2 separate regions of the Mus musculus genome follow, and region 1 is linked to region 2. A link is a contact called in public promoter capture Hi-C data. All regions are on one chromosome and are shown on one strand. Each heading gives the region's core, a stretch centred on a gene start, on an enhancer-like site or on the middle of the called end of the contact. The rest is flanking DNA. Distances are from core to core; before and after follow the strand shown. Region 1 holds the start of Slc25a3 (solute carrier family 25 (mitochondrial carrier, phosphate carrier), member 3). Region 2 overlaps Anks1b (ankyrin repeat and sterile alpha motif domain containing 1B).

Region 1 (2,700 bases), core at 108-2,607, 400 kb before region 2:
ATCATAGCAGCAGAAATATGGCTAATTTAAACCTCTTCAGTTTTTTATGAAAAATGTTTTATAAATTTCATCTTTAAAGGTTTTTTAAAAAATGGTGGTGGTGGTGGTGGTGGTGGTGGTGGTGGTCTGTGTGTGTGTGTGTGTGTGTGCATGAGTGCAGGTGCCTATAGAGGCCAGAAGATGGTGTCAGATCCCCTGGAGCTAGAATCAAGGTGGGTACTAGGAATCAAGTACCAGACCTCTGAAAGATGTTTTGTAAACATTTTTTTTTTTTTTACATCTTCTTGATGTTTCATAAACTCTAAAAGTATTTCTTCTATCCAGGACCAATTACATAATTTGAAGGACCTAGGGCAAAATGAATGAAAATGTCTTTTGTTTGTAAATGTTAAGAATTTTTAAAGGACACAGCAGAGCACTGACTGCAGAGGTAGACTTAGTATAACTACAATAGTCAATACAGGAGCCAGCTCTAGTGGTGTCTTGGGTTAGATAAAAAGGCTTAATAAAGATGAGATAAACGTCCCAGGAAAATGTTAAACGCAAGAATTACAACAGGTTTGATTGCTTCTAAACTCTCCCTCGTGGAACTTGGCCCCCGCTTGTTGACATCAGAGTGATGATGATCTTGTAAATGTCTGAAGTACACACAGTCCTGTCTTACACGCACACAGTTCATCGGTTACTTTCATGTCAGCGCATGCCTGTGCCTCCAGGAACGAAGCCTTGACTGACTGTTCTCAGGGGCCATGGACATTCTGTGAGGCAGAAGCAGTTTTATGTATTGTATGAGTTCTTCCTGTATATCCTTTCCACCAGAACTTGGTGGAAAATTTAGACATGCCTATGTCAAAAGTCAGTGTGATGGAATTTTTTTCTGAAAAGTCCGATGATGGCAGGAATTCCGATCAAAGATCTTGTAGTGATATCCTAGCTTCCATACCTGAATAACGTATCACTTAAGCATTCATGTCTTTAAAAGTTTATGCCCGCAATCACTTAAAGACATGTAAAAATTCCTGGCGCCAAGGAGAAAACACCGGAAGGTGAAGGGACAGAGTGAGTAGGTCACCTGCCCGTCCAAGGCCAAGACTACACTTTAAAAAAAAAAGGGGAGTGGGGGAGGAGGGCGCTTTGGATCTGCGCCTGCGCAGTAGGAATCCTCCTGCGCACTAGCAGGGCCGGAAGGGCTGGGGTTGGACGTGGGCGGGGATAGGGTTGCTAGGAGGACGCGATGACGTCCAGGTTCTGCGCTCCTCTCCGCAAATGAGAGGCGCGTGGCGCAGTGACGCTCTGCGTGCGTCACGGTGACGCCGCGCGAAGGGCACGGATCTTCGGGCCGGGAGGACATTCGGCCTCTGTGAGCCGCAACCTTGCCCAGCGAGCGGTTGGGTGTTCGCCATCTTAGGCAAGTGAGCGCGACCGGGCCTCGCCGCGGCGCGGAGCCTTGAGTCCCTTGTGGCCGCCGCCTTGGCCGTGGGCCCGGCCGGGCTTGGCGTCCCTGGGGAAGAAGCTGTGACCTCCTCAAGGGCGCAGAGCCGGGCATGTCTCGCGGGGCTCCGGTGACATTGCCCGGCGCCGGGTCTCTCTCACCTCCGCCCTCTGTCTCCCCCGCAGGAGGATGTTCTCGTCCGTAGCGCACCTGGCGCGGGCGAACCCCTTCAACGCGCCACACCTGCAGCTGGTGCACGATGGCCTGTCGGGTCCCCGCAGTCCCCCAGCTCCGCCCCGGCGTTCCCGCCACCTGGCCGCCGCCGCCGTGGAAGGTGAGGTCGCACCCTGCCCTGTGGGAGCGCTGGTTACATGCTGCCCCCCTGCTCTGCCTCCCGAGTCCTGGGCAGGAACTGGAGGTCGGGGAAGGACGCTTCAGCCCTGGACCCGAGGACCGGTCTCTCGCTGACCCTGGGATGGCAACTCTGACACCCTAGGCCGCTGTCGGATCCTTGGCCCTCCCTCAAGGGCGTGGAAGGGCCCAGGCCCAGCGCCACTCAGTGACCTCCGTGTCCCGAAGGGAGTAGAGGCAGAGAGGTGGTAACCAACTTCTTTATCTTCCCCCGTGAGCCCGCTTGGTCAGCCAAGTATACTGGGTAAAATCTCTTTTTAACCACTAGCCAGACACAGTTGCAACTCCATAACGTTTATTTGACTTGCCTTTTTAAAAATTACCTGGAAAACTCTCCTTTGATCTCCTTTCCCAAGTTTTATCTTTTCATTTAATTGTATATGAGGTAATGGGGTTGGGAATCTCTTCCTTTTGTGCTACTGGTTGGTGAAGGAGGTGACTTGCAGATTATATGAGGTGTGCATTCCTTTGAGTTTATGTTTTTGGGATTTGAGCTGGGTGACTCAATAACTGTATGTTTTAAATCCTAGTGGAACATAAGTACAAGAGAAACCCGAAAGCTGAATTATAGGCCTCAAGAGAAACGTTACCTACATTGTGTGTGTAAAACAGAAGTCCCCACCCACACCCCAGTCATTCATGTGCTTCATGCGTCTTAAACGTGATTAGAAAACTCCTTTTCACTATCTCCTATCGTTTTCCTCTGATTTCAAAAGCTAAAGCAAATCTTTGTATGTTTTTGACTGCAGGAACTAGGTATGACTTACTTAGTTCATAAGTGAGTAGTTGGTTAATAGCTGGAGCAAACGTTAAAGTTAGCAAGCTTTGCACATGTTAAGTGCTCTTTTTGATTTTGG
Region 2 (2,700 bases), core at 166-2,665:
ATATTCATTTGAGATTTGACCATGCTTCTTTTCACTTAAAATGAAGGAAAAGAAAAAAGGAGTCAGACTTTCAAGTGATCTATGTTGATGCTTACCAACACCTCTTAGTTGCTCCCGGTTGGTGTTTTCAAGGGCAGGTGGATTCTGCGTCTGGTGTTCTGTATGGAACCTGTCCTTGTGCCTGTTTCCGGTAGGGTGGGAAGAGAACAGCTGTCACCTGTCCTGCCTGCTCTGAGAACTCAGCACTGTGTTTGGCACCATGGGGATTTTCCCACAGTGCTTTGCAGGAAAACATCTGACATTTCATGATGATACTTAAACATAAGCTCGACGCGAGCTGGAGGAAGTAATGCGAAACTGGAAAACAGATTAAGAATTTGAAGTGGTCTCTTAAGCCGGGGTGACCCGGGGTGGTTTAAAAGTCCGCTTTATTGACTATTGTACCCTAAAGTGTAAGAGGAGGTTTTCTGACAAGGATTAAGAGAGGAGTTCTGTAAACCTGAATCATGTTTTTCAGAGGTTACTGAAGATCACACTGAGAACAGCTGCTGGGAATGTTAAACACAACCGTGGAGCTTTGAATGGAAGAAAAGCTTCACAAAAGAAAAATATATCATTTTACTGGAAACTTGTGCCTTTGGTGGTGAAGGGACTTGTCAAAGCAGCGATGAGAAAATGGCAGCGCGCATGCCATCCGAACACAGGGACATCAATTAATATGGTTTCTTAATCATAAAAAAAATAAGGTTAAAATATAGATGTAGGCTTCACATGCATCTATGTAAAAAGGAGGCAAGGAACGATCTTCATGGGCTCAGATGAATGGCTACCAACAATAATCCATCCCATGTAATCTAGGATGAATATTAAAACCACAGCCCCAGACACATTTTCCTACTCCCCTTCCTCCCCCAGCCCCCCTCCTCCAGCCCCCCTCCCCCGGCCCCCCCTTTTTAAACCTTTGCAACAAGAAAGATGGAGCCAGCCTTCCTGGTGCCGCCTGCTTTCTGGTTGGAAGAACACCAGACCCACCTAGTGGACATTTCAATTACTGCACACAACTTTTACCTTCGGCCACCGCTGCTGAATTACAGCGCTGACAGAAGCCTTGAAGTGAGATCATTGGTTGCGGTCTCCTTGTGGGTCATAGCAGAAATAGTAATAGTTAATCTCCAACAGATAAAGCTGTCTCTGGCTCCTGAAGGGAAGCCCGTGTCTGCCAACCCCCCGCCACCCCCCCAAAGCCCCCAGCATACTGCTGCAAGCGGAAGGAAGCACCAACAGTCAGTTGGCTGCAGAGACAAGACACCCGATAGGCATCTGGAAGCTTTCAATTTTCCAGGAAAGTCAACGAGCAAGGTGAACAGCTTGGCAGCTGTATCCACCGCGGAGCCCAGCCTTTTGGTGAGCAGGGTGAACTCCACAGAGCACAGCTGACGAATTACACTGTGACCTTTGCGCGAATCCCTGGGCACATAAACTGGGTTTACATTCAATTTCACTTTTTGGAACAGAGTAGCTCATGTGGCTACATTGTACCCAGTGTCCTGTCACTGAGCCAGCTCGGCCTCTGTATCTTGGTAGTCATGGCAGATGTTACATATATTAGACTGTAATTTGGGTCGGAGAAATAAGTGTTCTGGGAGAAAGGACTTTGGTGAAATACAAAAGGTTACAAAGTACAACGTTTTAGCAAATTCGGCTGCTAGGTCAAAGGTGACATCCTTCTACACATGATTTATTTATTATTAGGCATCAGAAGAAAAGGCCGGACATAAGGGGTGCAGAGAGATGTTTCTGTCCTGACTTGTGGGTAGTTGAAATAGTTGGCAGATGGTGGCTTCAGGCTAGGAGTGTGCTCTGTGGCTAGCACTGCCTGGGAAGGGCACATGGATGGACCTGGCGGTCTGTCATTAGAAGCATGTGATGTGCAAACTGTTGCTCCCGAGTTTACTAACAGTTCCTGCTCTTCCATCCCACCCTTCCTCTTCCACATCAATCTCATTGTCTGCCCCCTACTCCCCATGTTTCTCATTAGTACTTCCATCTTCAGCTCATCTCGTCCATCTTCAACATCCTCAACAGCTTCCTTCTTCCGTTTCCTCTTTCTTTCCTCTTTGTCCCTCCTTCCTCCTTCCCTCCCTCCCTTCCTCCTCCTCCTCTTCCTCTTCCTCTTCCTCCTCCTCCTCTTCCATGTCTATGGCTGCATCTGACATGGTAGGGCAGCCAGTGAGAAAGAAATCCAGACTCTAGCTAGAAAGCTGCTGTAGTCCACTGCAGAGGAGGAGTCAGGCACAAAGGTGGCTGCAGCCAGCACAGAGCAAGACTCAGGAACAATGAGCGATCACTCTTTGGAGCAAGTGGTAGGGCCAAAGGGCTTCTTTAAAATAATATTTAGTGTTATCATAGCATATGTTTTAATTAGGGTTTCCAATGCTGTGAGGAGACACCATGACCAAGGCAACTCTTATAAGGGACAACATTTAATTGGCGCTGGCTTACAGGTTCAGAGGTTCAGTCCATTATCATCAAGGCGGGAGAATAGCAGCTTCCAGGCAGGTATGGCACTGGAGAAGGAGCTGAAAGCTCTATGTCTTCAATCCAAAAGAAGCCAGGAGCAGACTGTCTCCATGTGGCTAGGAAGAGGGTCTCAAAAGCCTACCCCTACAGTGACACACTTCCTCCAACAAGGCCACACTT

The links. Promoter capture Hi-C pulls out the DNA fragments that hold promoters and counts their contacts.
Region 1: a contact with region 2 is called in a promoter capture Hi-C map of liver, with 4 times the contacts expected there. The contact joins the promoter of Slc25a3 here to the enhancer-like site in region 2. A contact is called at or near these places in 21 of 39 promoter capture datasets (the 3T3-L1 cell line, 3T3-L1-derived adipocytes, the C10 cell line and 11 more), 2 of 15 datasets of contacts at CTCF or cohesin (large pre-B cells and pro-B cells), 30 of 484 Hi-C or Micro-C datasets (the AML12 cell line, B cells, CD4 T cells and 21 more), 21 of 115 datasets of contacts at active chromatin or transcription factors (the 230-238 cell line, astrocytes, craniofacial prominence and 11 more) and 2 of 9 other capture datasets (adipose tissue and embryonic stem cells).

Annotation. Positions count from the first base shown.
Region 1 is chr10:91,122,624-91,125,323 of GRCm38.p6, reverse strand. Slc25a3 (solute carrier family 25 (mitochondrial carrier, phosphate carrier), member 3) reads left to right here and starts at 1,357. Exons shown (of 8, transcript NM_133668.4): 1 at 1,357-1,408; 2 at 1,618-1,766. The coding sequence starts at 1,622.
Region 2 is chr10:90,727,281-90,729,980 of GRCm38.p6, reverse strand. All of the region lies in intron 17 of Anks1b (ankyrin repeat and sterile alpha motif domain containing 1B), which reads right to left. Among named protein-coding and RNA genes, the nearest start is that of Apaf1, 350 kb to the left of the region's middle. Within about 2 kb of position 1,415, at least 33 of the 459 cell types and tissues checked have an H3K27ac peak or open chromatin away from gene starts, as enhancers often do. A contact at or near this core is called in cerebral cortex, liver and pro-B cells, where this site is marked.